Regions from separate parts of the Mus musculus genome. Here all the other regions are linked to region 1. The links are chromatin contacts, called in public promoter capture Hi-C maps. All regions are on one chromosome and are shown on one strand. The core of a region is the stretch at or near the end of the contact, and the rest is flanking DNA. Distances in the headings are between cores, read along the strand shown. Region 1 holds the start of Wdr75 (WD repeat domain 75). Region 2 holds the start of Slc40a1 (solute carrier family 40 (iron-regulated transporter), member 1). Region 3 has its middle 44 kb from the start of Dnah7b.

Region 1 (3,333 bases), core at 410-2,909:
AGAGACTACCCATAAGTTCTGTGACTCTAGAGAACCCTGACTAATACAATGACAAAACAGAAAAATCAAAGTATAAGAAGACATTACTCAACCAGTGCACTAGCACCAACAGTGTTCCTGTTCTATGCAAAGGAGGATGAAGAGAAGGATGAAGAGGAAGAGGAAGAGGAGGAGGAGGAGGAGGAAATGATAAATATTAAGCTGTCAAGAGAAAATTTGGTTCCTAAATGTTCATGCAAAAAGAAATAAAAACACAAATTATAATTTTATTGGAAATGTTAGTAGATTAAATTTTTGCATGGAAAGAATCCTTTCACGAGTTTAGTAGTCCAACTAGCCTTTGTCCAATCAGAAAGCCTCATTCTTTCTTAATTTAAACGAAGTTCACCAAACAGTAAAACAACTGAAGTAAAAACTAGTTTGATCATTTATTTTCTTCATTGTCTCAGAATATAATAAGCATATATCCGATCTCAAAGTTTCCAAGTTTAAAGGATGTATTACTTAGACATCAAGAGTCTAGGGTGGGATGGGGGGTTAAGCTCACTATGTTCTTCCACTATGAAAAAGCATACCATAATTATGAAAAAGAAACTCTTTAAATTTGAGATAAAAACAGAATCAGTATCTTCCTGTCTAGCTCTGTCTCCCCAAACTATGAACCCAACAAAAACTAATCGTCTCTCTCTCTCTCTCTCTCTCTCTCTCTCTCTCTCTCTCTCTCTCTCTCTCTCTCCTGCCTAAAGATCTATAGATGTTTTGACCCTTAGGATTATATTTTTCCTGCTATGAATCAGCATAAAGTTATGGTGAATTTCAAATGTATCAAGAATCTGCTCCTGTTAGGGTTAAGATATCAGATGCCCTTCCTTAGGGGTCGTTAAGAGCCAGCACAATGGAAAATATTGACAAACGAACGGTTCAACACAGATATGCAGCAACCTCGAATACAAAACACAAAGTGTTAAGAATCAACATCCTCAGAAGTGGATGCTCACAGTCAGCTACTGGATGGATCACAGGGCCCCCAATGGAGGAGCTAGAGAAAGTAACCAAGGAGCTAAAGGGATCTGCAACCCTATAGGTGGAACAACAATATGAACTAACCAGTACCTCCCGGAGCTCTAGCTGCATATGTATCAGAAGATGGCCTAGTCGGCCATCAGTGGAAAGAGAGGCCCATTGGACACGCAAACTTTATCTGCCTCAGTACAGGGGAACGGCAGGGCCAAGAAGTGGGAGTGGGAGGGTGGGGGAGTGGGTGGGGGAGCGTGTGGGGGACTTTTGGGATAGCATTGGAAATGTAACTGAAATAAATACCTAAAAAAAAAAAAAAAAAAGAATCAACATCCTCAGAAGTCAGGGCTTCTGAACAACAGGAACTGAACAACTGGAGCAAACCGGACATCACTGCAGGAGCCCTGACACCAAGGTGTACTTTTATTCTGGAGTCGAAACTGCATTGGCAAGTGTGGCGTAGATGCTACAGGAACTTAGCGATGCTCATAGAACCGCCATAAAGAGCTAAAGCGCCCCACTTCAGTTACCATTGCAAGAAGACGCTCTTTGAACCCCGCCCCCTCCCAAAAAAAGGCAACGGAGGGGGGTGGGATAGGAGTAGGGTGACTGCGTCATCTTGCTGTCGCTCAATCACAGTGACAGAAAAGGCAACGGCTTCAGTAGGAGAAAGGATGTTCACTTCCGCTTCTGGCGGAACCTTTAGAGTCCGGTAAAAGAGGCCGAAGAGAAAACTCTCTTCTGTATCGAATAGCTGTAGCGGCATCTGGTATGATTTAACTTTGTGCGTGGCTGTTGGGCTTTACTCCTTCTACAAGGGTTTTAATTTGACCCTGCCCAAACTAAAGATGGCGGCGTAGGCGTGGAGCCGACCATAGAGTCTCCAGGCTAGAGAGGCCCAGGCGGGCCGCGGGCGGAAGAGTAGGGCCAGGCCAGTCGGCCTATGAAGGAAGTTCGTAATCCGGCCGGTGCTCGGTGCTTCCTGCGCCTGCGTGAAGATGGTAGAAGAGGGAGTCCGCGTGGTTCGCTGCGGCGGCAGCCGGCTGAACTTCAGGAGGGCCGTGTTCTCCGTGGATTCCAAGTATGCAGTAGGCTGCGGGTCAACAGGGCTCCGGGCACCGCGGGCCGGGGAGGGGAGTGCCCGGCGCGGCGCGGCCCACGGTCGGACTGCGAGGCTGGAGTCCGCGGCGCCGCGCAGCGCATGGACCGACCCGGAGCTCCCCGGAGCCGCCCGGCTTTGCTGCTGTGTCTGTGTGCCTTGCACCCAGGACTCCACCTGCGGGAAGGTTGGCGGTTACAGGGGCAGGTCAGGTGTCTACAAGGGACTAGGAGCCGCTCGGTTGGAAAATGGTCACTCTCTCCGTATGTGCACCGGTCTGACCATGCAGACTAATGTTCACGTGTGGAACGTTTTGGACTTCAAAATCATTAATGATTCAGCCTTTTTCCCGCAGAAAAACATCATAATTACCAGGCTCCTTTTTTCCTTTTTTTTTTTTTTGAGTTTTACATAAAAACAGATGTTAGATCTGTAGGAGAAAGTGTCTATATGCACACAACTTTTACAATAGTGGCTTTCAGTTCGCTGCTTGTCAGCTGGCATTGTTGCTGCCACGTTGTATCATCTAGAAGAGGTGTGTAGTAGGGCTAGTTTTTCAGAGCACTCTGAATGTAGAGATACTTAGGCTCAGTTGTTTGAATGCTTGATCCCCAAGAGGAGCAATTATTCCTGAAGGATTAGGAAGCAGACCCTCCTTGGAGGAGGTGTGCCAATGGGGCAGGCTTGAAAGGTTCAAAAGCCTAATCCATTATCAGCTCTCTGCACAGGGATGTCTCCTGTACTGCTCCAGCTCTCTCTCTCTTTCTCTCTCTCTCTCTCTCTCTCTCCCTCTCTCTCTCTCTCTCTCTCTCTCTCTCTCTCTCACACACACACACACACACACACACACACACCCATCATGGGCTCCACTGTGATGGTCATGGATTCTACCCTCTGCAACTGTGAACTGCAAATAGTAAATACCCCTATTTTAGAAAGGTATTTATAGTATTTGTGGAAGGTGTACTCTCCCGCAATACCCTGCCAGTATACTTACCAGTATACGGGGTTTTGTTGACATTGTTTTATGAATTAAAGGGATAAAATGGACATAGCGGAGTTGTCACAGTTCTGCCCCTTCAAATTCATCCTTATACTCATTTTTACCCTGCATTGAACATTGCCTCACCTTGTCTGTTAAATGAGGTGTTTGGTCCATATCATTTTCCAAGTCTGATAGGATTTTTTTTTAAAGCTTTGGTCAATGGTTTGATCTT
Region 2 (3,215 bases), core at 234-2,733, 130 kb after region 1:
GAGATTCTCCCATAGGAAGCCAAAGGAAGAACTGTGAATCCATAGCTAATTTTCATTGGGTGGTGGCTTTTAACACTACCCACAAATTAAGTAGCCACAGATAACAACTTCGAAGATTAGAGCTGTTATCATTTAGATGTTTGATCATTGATTAGGTATACTTAAACTCATCTTACAATACTATTGTAATCCTATTATGCCAGTTTTCGCCAGTCTACCCTTGTACTCTGTTTCTATAATGCTGCATGCTGGTACCAGACGTAAACCCAAGAGGGCCCATGAAATACCTTTCCAGTTCAGTAGGAGGCCCAGTTAGAATTTACCAACCCTAGTAACTATGCAAGTTTTCCTGTCCTTGTGGATCTTGTTTCAAACAGTTGTCGGTCTATGTAAAGCTTTAGAATTTCACTATTAAGTAAAATTTACTAACACTCATGGGAAACATCTTTGAAGAAAACAACGTTTTTGTTGAAACATGTGTTTTAGAACGATTTATTTACTTAACGGAATGAGAAAACTGCAAGTTCTCCAATACAACTGTCTCCGATGAGAGTAAACAACAGCTTGTGCAACGATGTCTCAAGAACTGTGTGCATTCTCACTTACCCAAGTGGAGAGAGAGTGGCCAAGGTAGAGGAGGAATTTTGCTGAGGTCAGGTAGTTTGCTAAGGATCCTAGAAAGGCACAGAGAACAAGTTAAAAAACGTGTTTAAGCACCCCAATGTGCTCAGATTAGAATTTGCTTTTGGTCGTAATTAAGTCTGATTTTTTTAAACAGGTCACTTACAAGACTGATGCATTCAGTTTACTTAATAGCATCCACTTAAGATTCAGCGTTGTCTCTTGGTCAATAACCGCCCCAACTTCAGGCAGTGAAGAAACTCTTGTTTCAACATTCCTTAACTTTGGTGGGGTTTGTTTTTTTAATGCAAGAAATTTCACCCTGCCCAGGTTACTCTATCCCTGCCTATATGTAAGTTCTTTTATTCAAACTATGAGTTTATATTCTTCTTCACCCTCCATCAAAACCCAAGTCAACCCTCATGGAACTACATCTCCCCGTCCCCACCTGCATTCCCACCATTTGAAACATTCGATTACTCAACTCACCACAGCATCCTTCCTGATGGGTTTGATCTCTTGCCTTGGTCATGACACCAGGCGTTCTCCCCTTGTTTGTTCTGATGCTGGTAGCTTTAGCTGCTCTTGCCCGGGAGCTTGTTCACAGGAGTGAGAGGAACCGAAGATAGCACCAGTATAAGCACAACAGCCTTATGCCGAAAGACCCCAAAGGACAACTAAGGCAAACAACAACAGCAAAGCTGTCACGGGGTCTTCTTTTTGTCTTCTTTCCAAACTTAGCTAACACTGTAGCTGAAGTTGGAAAGCCAAAGCCTTATGGGAGCGGGTTGGAGGATCCACCGGCCGCAGGAGACCCCGAGCCTGCTCTCGCCGCCGCCGCCGCCGCCGCCACCGCCGCGGGCAGGGCAGCGGCTTATAGGGAGCCGGGGGCGGAGCTTGAGAGAGCAGGGACCGCCCTTCGCGGCTGGACGTCCAGGTCCGCGCCAGCTACGCTCCCACCGCCCTCCCAGGAGGCGCAAACAACCTGCGCTTTGGCTGGGCTACCGCAGGAGAAGCCAAGGGGTGACCCGCACAGTAGGACGGGGACTGTATGCGGACCCCGAGGGGACACTACAGAAACATTTTGCACAAAGTCGTTTGGCAGGTGCTAGAAGGAAGCTCTTCTCTCTGGCCACCAGATTGCCGGACAGTCCCTAGGCAAAGCTCAGCGGGAGCTGGCGCGGAAAAAAAGGAGCCTCCCACCCTAGCTACCCTTCGGAATGCAGGTAGCTAAGTAAATACAAGTCATGTCCGGCCTGCCTGCGGCGCAGAATGTTTTCCTTCTCCGAACTATAGAGAGGGCTCTCTCTCAAAAGCTGCGGAATCAAAGCTCAGGAAGCAGGCTCAAAGATCACAATGTAGCCCCGCGCAGCCCAGTGATCGAACGCAGGCCGCCTTCTGTGCCACAGGCACTGCAAGGAGGCAGCGCCCTTCACTGTCCTTTCCCTCTGAGTTCTAACCCTAGCCGCTCCTGCCTCTTTGGCTACTCCACAGGCTCCAAGTGCTGAAGGGAAGTAACCAGGAATACCGGTTGTCCCAGTTGGGACCCTGGGTCTGGCCCCGTGCAGATAAAGCCCTTTTGGTAGCCTCCTGGGGGGACAGGTGAATACACACCAGGTGTAAGCCTCTAATGACCTCCGTTTCCTCCCCAGGGCATACCTGCTTCTTGTGTCAGCCCTTCCCTTCCCTTACCTTTGTCAGGTTTGTCAACACTTCAAGAGTGATCCTAAACATTGAAACTCCAACCGGCTTGCACTCTTCCAGCCCTGCCAGAATGACACCTGGTAATGAAGAGAGCCACTCATGAGCACAGGCCTTGTATCTGGACTCTCTATCAGAAGCCCCAAAGGTCTTTGCGGGCGGGGTGCAGCTGGATTCGTTAGGATGAGGTCTGCAGAACCGAGATAGGGCTTTGCTACTGCAACCGCTTTTTGTCCTTTGCAAACCTTTCTCTCTCCTGACACACAAAACGTTTAAGTCCTTTCTCCTCTATCGCAGGTTCGGGTATGTCTGCTGAAGTTGCAAAATGGGGTAGTATATCCAAATGTCTTTTGGAGTAAACCTAAAGTGTGCTTACATGAAGCACTTAGGAAGGGATCATCTAGCAAGTTCTGACGGTTTCTTTCTCTCTGTCTCTCTCTGTCTCTGTCTCTCTGTCTCTCTGTCTCTCTCTTCCCCCAGCCCTTCCTTCCTTTCCTTTAATTTTGTTGATCTTCAGAATACAAACTATCCTGATTCCCTGCACGTATGTGCCAATAACAGGATCTCCATGCCCTTTGCATTAAGTACAGTGTGCCTTAAGAGCTATCCCCCACATCTAGTCAGAAGACTCTGAGAAACAGGAGCTCAGTTGATGCGTGCTTCAAAGTGTGATGTGTTCTCCATTGTCATCAATGGGGAGCTTCTGTTCCCCATTGTCACCAAGGAGTCCTCAGAAGCCCAAACTAGGAGAGTGCTAAGAACAGGTGGGGTCCCACAGTGAAGCAAGCAGCAAATGAGCAAGATTCATAGACAGAAAAAGCATTCAATATCTGAGGACTTGGCCAGGGCTCCTATCCTAGTCGTTGGGAATGAATAGTTAGTGTATTGTTGGA
Region 3 (3,388 bases), core at 573-3,072, 230 kb after region 1:
CACCAGTGTTTGTACCTAGCAGACATCACAGCACTCCAGCAATGCATAAGAAAACCCTCATTGCTATACCTGTCCCTCGAACCTGAAGTCTGAGCTTTGCACAGGAACTCTCCTGTCAGAAGAATCAACAATTCTCTGAAGTGTTAGCCATGAAGACATGCAAGAGCCGAAAAAGATGGAAACAGGGGACTTGTGGCCTCTCTGTGCACTATGTCAGTCAGGCTTTTTTTGGAAAGAGTTAACTTGTGCCACACTACCTGACTGAAGGCATTCTAGATAGACCATAGAAAGTAACAGGGTCCTAGCACTCAGAAGTTTTGATGTTGATAACGTGCTCTTCTCCTGCACTTCCTGAACTGGTAAACAGCATGACATCTCCTGGCTTTGTTCCCTTCCTACAATGGGGCTAAGAATGGAAACACCCAGTCAGGGGTGTTCTCATGGACGCATCAAAAGTCTAGTCACTTGTGGTCAGATCATGATTGGGTAGCAGGTGTACAAGTTTCAAGAATGGAGTAAGTGAGCACAGATGATGTGAAGATCCTGGGTACTCTGAGGAGAGAAAAAACTACACCTTCAGTGATCATATGCACAGGTACAGAAAACATCACCTCTATCATTCATGTACAGAAGACAAGCAAAGAGACCCACACATACATCCTGCAGCAATCCCACGAAAAGTTTCCCCTGGAGACTCAACAGGTCATGGACATATATAAACACATCCAGGGGTAAGGATGATGGCGAAATGGTTCTTCCTTCATAGCTGAAAAAATGTCCAAATGTTACTTATGCTGTGCACAGCCCCAAATTCATACATCAGAGGTTACATTTTAATGCCAGTGTGTGTTCTCCATTTCCCAAACTCATGGGATCATCATGAAGAAATGGTGAGACACTGTAGATATGCCACTGTCCAGAGATGTTCTCTCACACCAGTCCCTTGCTAAGTACACAAACATGATCCAAAAGCCCCAAAAGACTTCAGTAGATTTCTTACCTCCATTGTGCAAATGGGGTGTCCAAGAACCATTCTGAACACTTACTTAACAGTCAAAGAGTCAAGATCATCTTATTACATTTTGATAAAAGTTGCCTGGAAGCAGCTCATCTTGACCAGCAGAGACTCATTGATCGATTGACTGACATTGCTCCATCCTCCACCAGGATTGGCTTCTGAGGGCCCAGATGTTATTGCCATTCACTGATGTCACATTTTCTGTAAAATGGATTCTCAGAGCTGCTTGGAAGGTTTATTCATGATGATAAATATTGGGATGAACTCTGGAGGAATCACATGACATGGTGTTATCAAAGGCAGGGCTCAAAATGGAGGCACAGAATGGTCTACAAAACCATTCTAACTCATCCACCAAGCTGAAGATAGGAACATATAACACACTGTACTGCATTTTTGGCCAGAGCAAGTGTGGTCTACGTTGAAAAGCTGTGAGAGTGTAGTGAGGAGCAAGCCAGGTAAGGATGTAGTTCCTATCCTGTGCTGTCTGCCACAGTAGAGCAGAATATGACTAAAGTATGTCCCTTAATTCAGACTGAGGGGTACCTGTCCTGTCTCACTCTGCTCAGTGTTCCTGCTTGAACACAGGAAAACCCCACAACTCACTCAGCCACTATTTAGGGCATAATCTAGCAGACCCCTCATTGCAACATCATTCAGCCTTTTTAAGTCCAGGATGGTTGGGGGAGGCTGGTACTCTAAAGAACAGAGCATGGTGTAGGCCAAGAGACAGCAAGCACAGTTGAAAGAAAGGGAAGTTAAAAGCCTAAAGGATGACAATTTCGCTCCAAGAAAAGGATCACTCCTGACATCCAGTGGTAGCATCTGGTTTTACATGTTTGTGAGAATGCTAAAGGATATTAGTAGATTTGTCTTTCATCCCTGGGTAAACCTGAAATGGAATTCTTTGAACTCTCCATGGCTAGGCCCAAGCCTATCCTTTTGAAAAGTACCATTTAGGCTCTTCAGTATCAAACGAGTTGCCAAAGTTTAAGCACACTCTTGAGCATCACACATATGAACACATCCTTAGGAATTTGACAGGATTTTGAAATGTACTATGTTTCTCTTGATTCACCTCTCCCTCATGTCTAACAGTTTCCTTGAAAATTAAGCCCATAAATACAACTTTGCAAGTAGTCTTTTCAACTCCTTTTTACAAGTTGTTTTATGATGGAAACTGCACATCATTCAAGCCCATGTCTACATAATAGCCACCTGAAAAAAAAAGAGATAGTCTGCCATCTCAAAGTAGCAGGGTCTTTGCTAGAAATAAGAAGGAAACATCTCCAGGAAACATGGCCCAGATGCCACTGAGCACATGCTAGAAAGACAGAGGAAATCTTGGGGGAAATGAGATAACTTGTCAGGGTGGAGCATGGCTGCGGGGCCATAATAGCTCAGGACAAAAGCATTGAAACTTTTCTGAATACATCTTGTCTGTAGAGTTTTAAATTGATCCTTATGAATGTTCACATACACCAAATAGAATAGTGAGTTCATGCAAGGATAATAATAAAAGTTCATGTCTTTCAGTTGGCATCCTCCACAGGAAGTGCTAATAACAAGCCAGATAGAGTTCTCCAAAGATATTGGGAAAGCTTAAAGAACAACATAGCATTCTGGGAATCCAGAGAGTAGGGTAGGGGGTTGGGCCCAGTGCTCAGGAAATGGAGGCACTTCTGCATTAGAGGCCTCACTGGCCTGTAACCCAGTGGCTCCCTACATTTAATTTCGAAGAGCCTGGGATCTCCAGGCAGGAGAAAGAATCAGACAGGTGTTCCATGGCTCCATGTTGGGCCAGAAGAAATAGGCTACCTTCTGATTGCATGTGCTCATCTCCTAACATGAGCAGTACTAAACCCATATCCTATATGTGGGAGAAAGAGAGCATCTCTCCCTAAGATTTAAAAAGACACAGCACTCTGCTCTGAGAGTATGGGTCATTGACACTTTAAAGGAAACCCAATGTCATGGCTTCATGTCCCTAGAGGATATTATGATGCTCACAAAAGCCAGCTAGCAGGCATGGTCTCCCTCTATGTGGGTCTGATTATCCAAAACACCCTGAGGATAGGATCTTTCACTTCTGCTTTCTCTCCAAGGGTCAGCACATCATGTGGACCTCAGACAATTGAAAGATGGATTAAGTCCTCTGAGTAGTTTGGAAGTAAGATCTGGATAAGATCAGAAAAGAATGGGGTGGGATTTACCTGCTGTGAGCAATGGGTGGAATTGGTGAATTACCTCAAAAAGCCAAGGACACGTGATGAAAGTGCCATGAAGATGTACAAGGTGGAAGGACATCCTCAGATAACATTCTCTAGGTCTACTTTACAAGGAAAGCATACAAAAGGAAGAAGATGCCTG

The links. Promoter capture Hi-C pulls out the DNA fragments that hold promoters and counts their contacts. Capture Hi-C pulls out chosen DNA fragments and counts their contacts.
Region 2: a contact with region 1 is called in a promoter capture Hi-C map of pancreatic islet. The contact joins the promoter of Slc40a1 here to the promoter of Wdr75 in region 1. A contact is called at or near these places in 9 of 39 promoter capture datasets (the C10 cell line, the HPC-7 cell line, cranial neural crest and 6 more), 1 of 15 datasets of contacts at CTCF or cohesin (the NIH/3T3 cell line), 4 of 484 Hi-C or Micro-C datasets (LSK cells, bone marrow-derived macrophages, embryonic stem cells and 1 more), 5 of 115 datasets of contacts at active chromatin or transcription factors (embryonic stem cells, extraembryonic endoderm stem cells, fetal liver and 2 more) and 4 of 9 other capture datasets (adipose tissue, liver, macrophages and 1 more).
Region 3: a promoter capture Hi-C map of the HPC-7 cell line shows a contact between it and region 1. The contact joins the enhancer-like site here to the promoter of Wdr75 in region 1. A contact is called at or near these places in 12 of 39 promoter capture datasets (the 3T3-L1 cell line, the C10 cell line, the HPC-7 cell line and 8 more), 1 of 15 datasets of contacts at CTCF or cohesin (the NIH/3T3 cell line), 1 of 484 Hi-C or Micro-C datasets (bone marrow-derived macrophages), 6 of 115 datasets of contacts at active chromatin or transcription factors (bone marrow-derived macrophages, embryonic stem cells and neural progenitor cells) and 4 of 9 other capture datasets (adipose tissue, embryonic stem cells, liver and 1 more).

What each region holds. Positions count from the first base shown.
Region 1 is chr1:45,793,507-45,796,839 of GRCm38.p6, forward strand. Wdr75 (WD repeat domain 75) reads left to right here and starts at 1,660. Exons shown (of 21, transcript NM_028599.3): 1 at 1,660-2,098. The coding sequence starts at 2,016.
Region 2 is chr1:45,924,111-45,927,325 of GRCm38.p6, forward strand. Slc40a1 (solute carrier family 40 (iron-regulated transporter), member 1) reads right to left here and starts at 1,484. Exons shown (of 8, transcript NM_016917.2): 1 at 1,111-1,484; 2 at 607-674. The coding sequence starts at 1,153.
Region 3 is chr1:46,020,664-46,024,051 of GRCm38.p6, forward strand. It overlaps the pseudogene Stk-ps2. Among named protein-coding and RNA genes, the nearest start is that of Dnah7b, 44 kb to the right of the region's middle. Within about 2 kb of position 1,823, at least 6 of the 459 cell types and tissues checked have an H3K27ac peak or open chromatin away from gene starts, as enhancers often do. A contact at or near this core is called in the HPC-7 cell line, where this site is marked.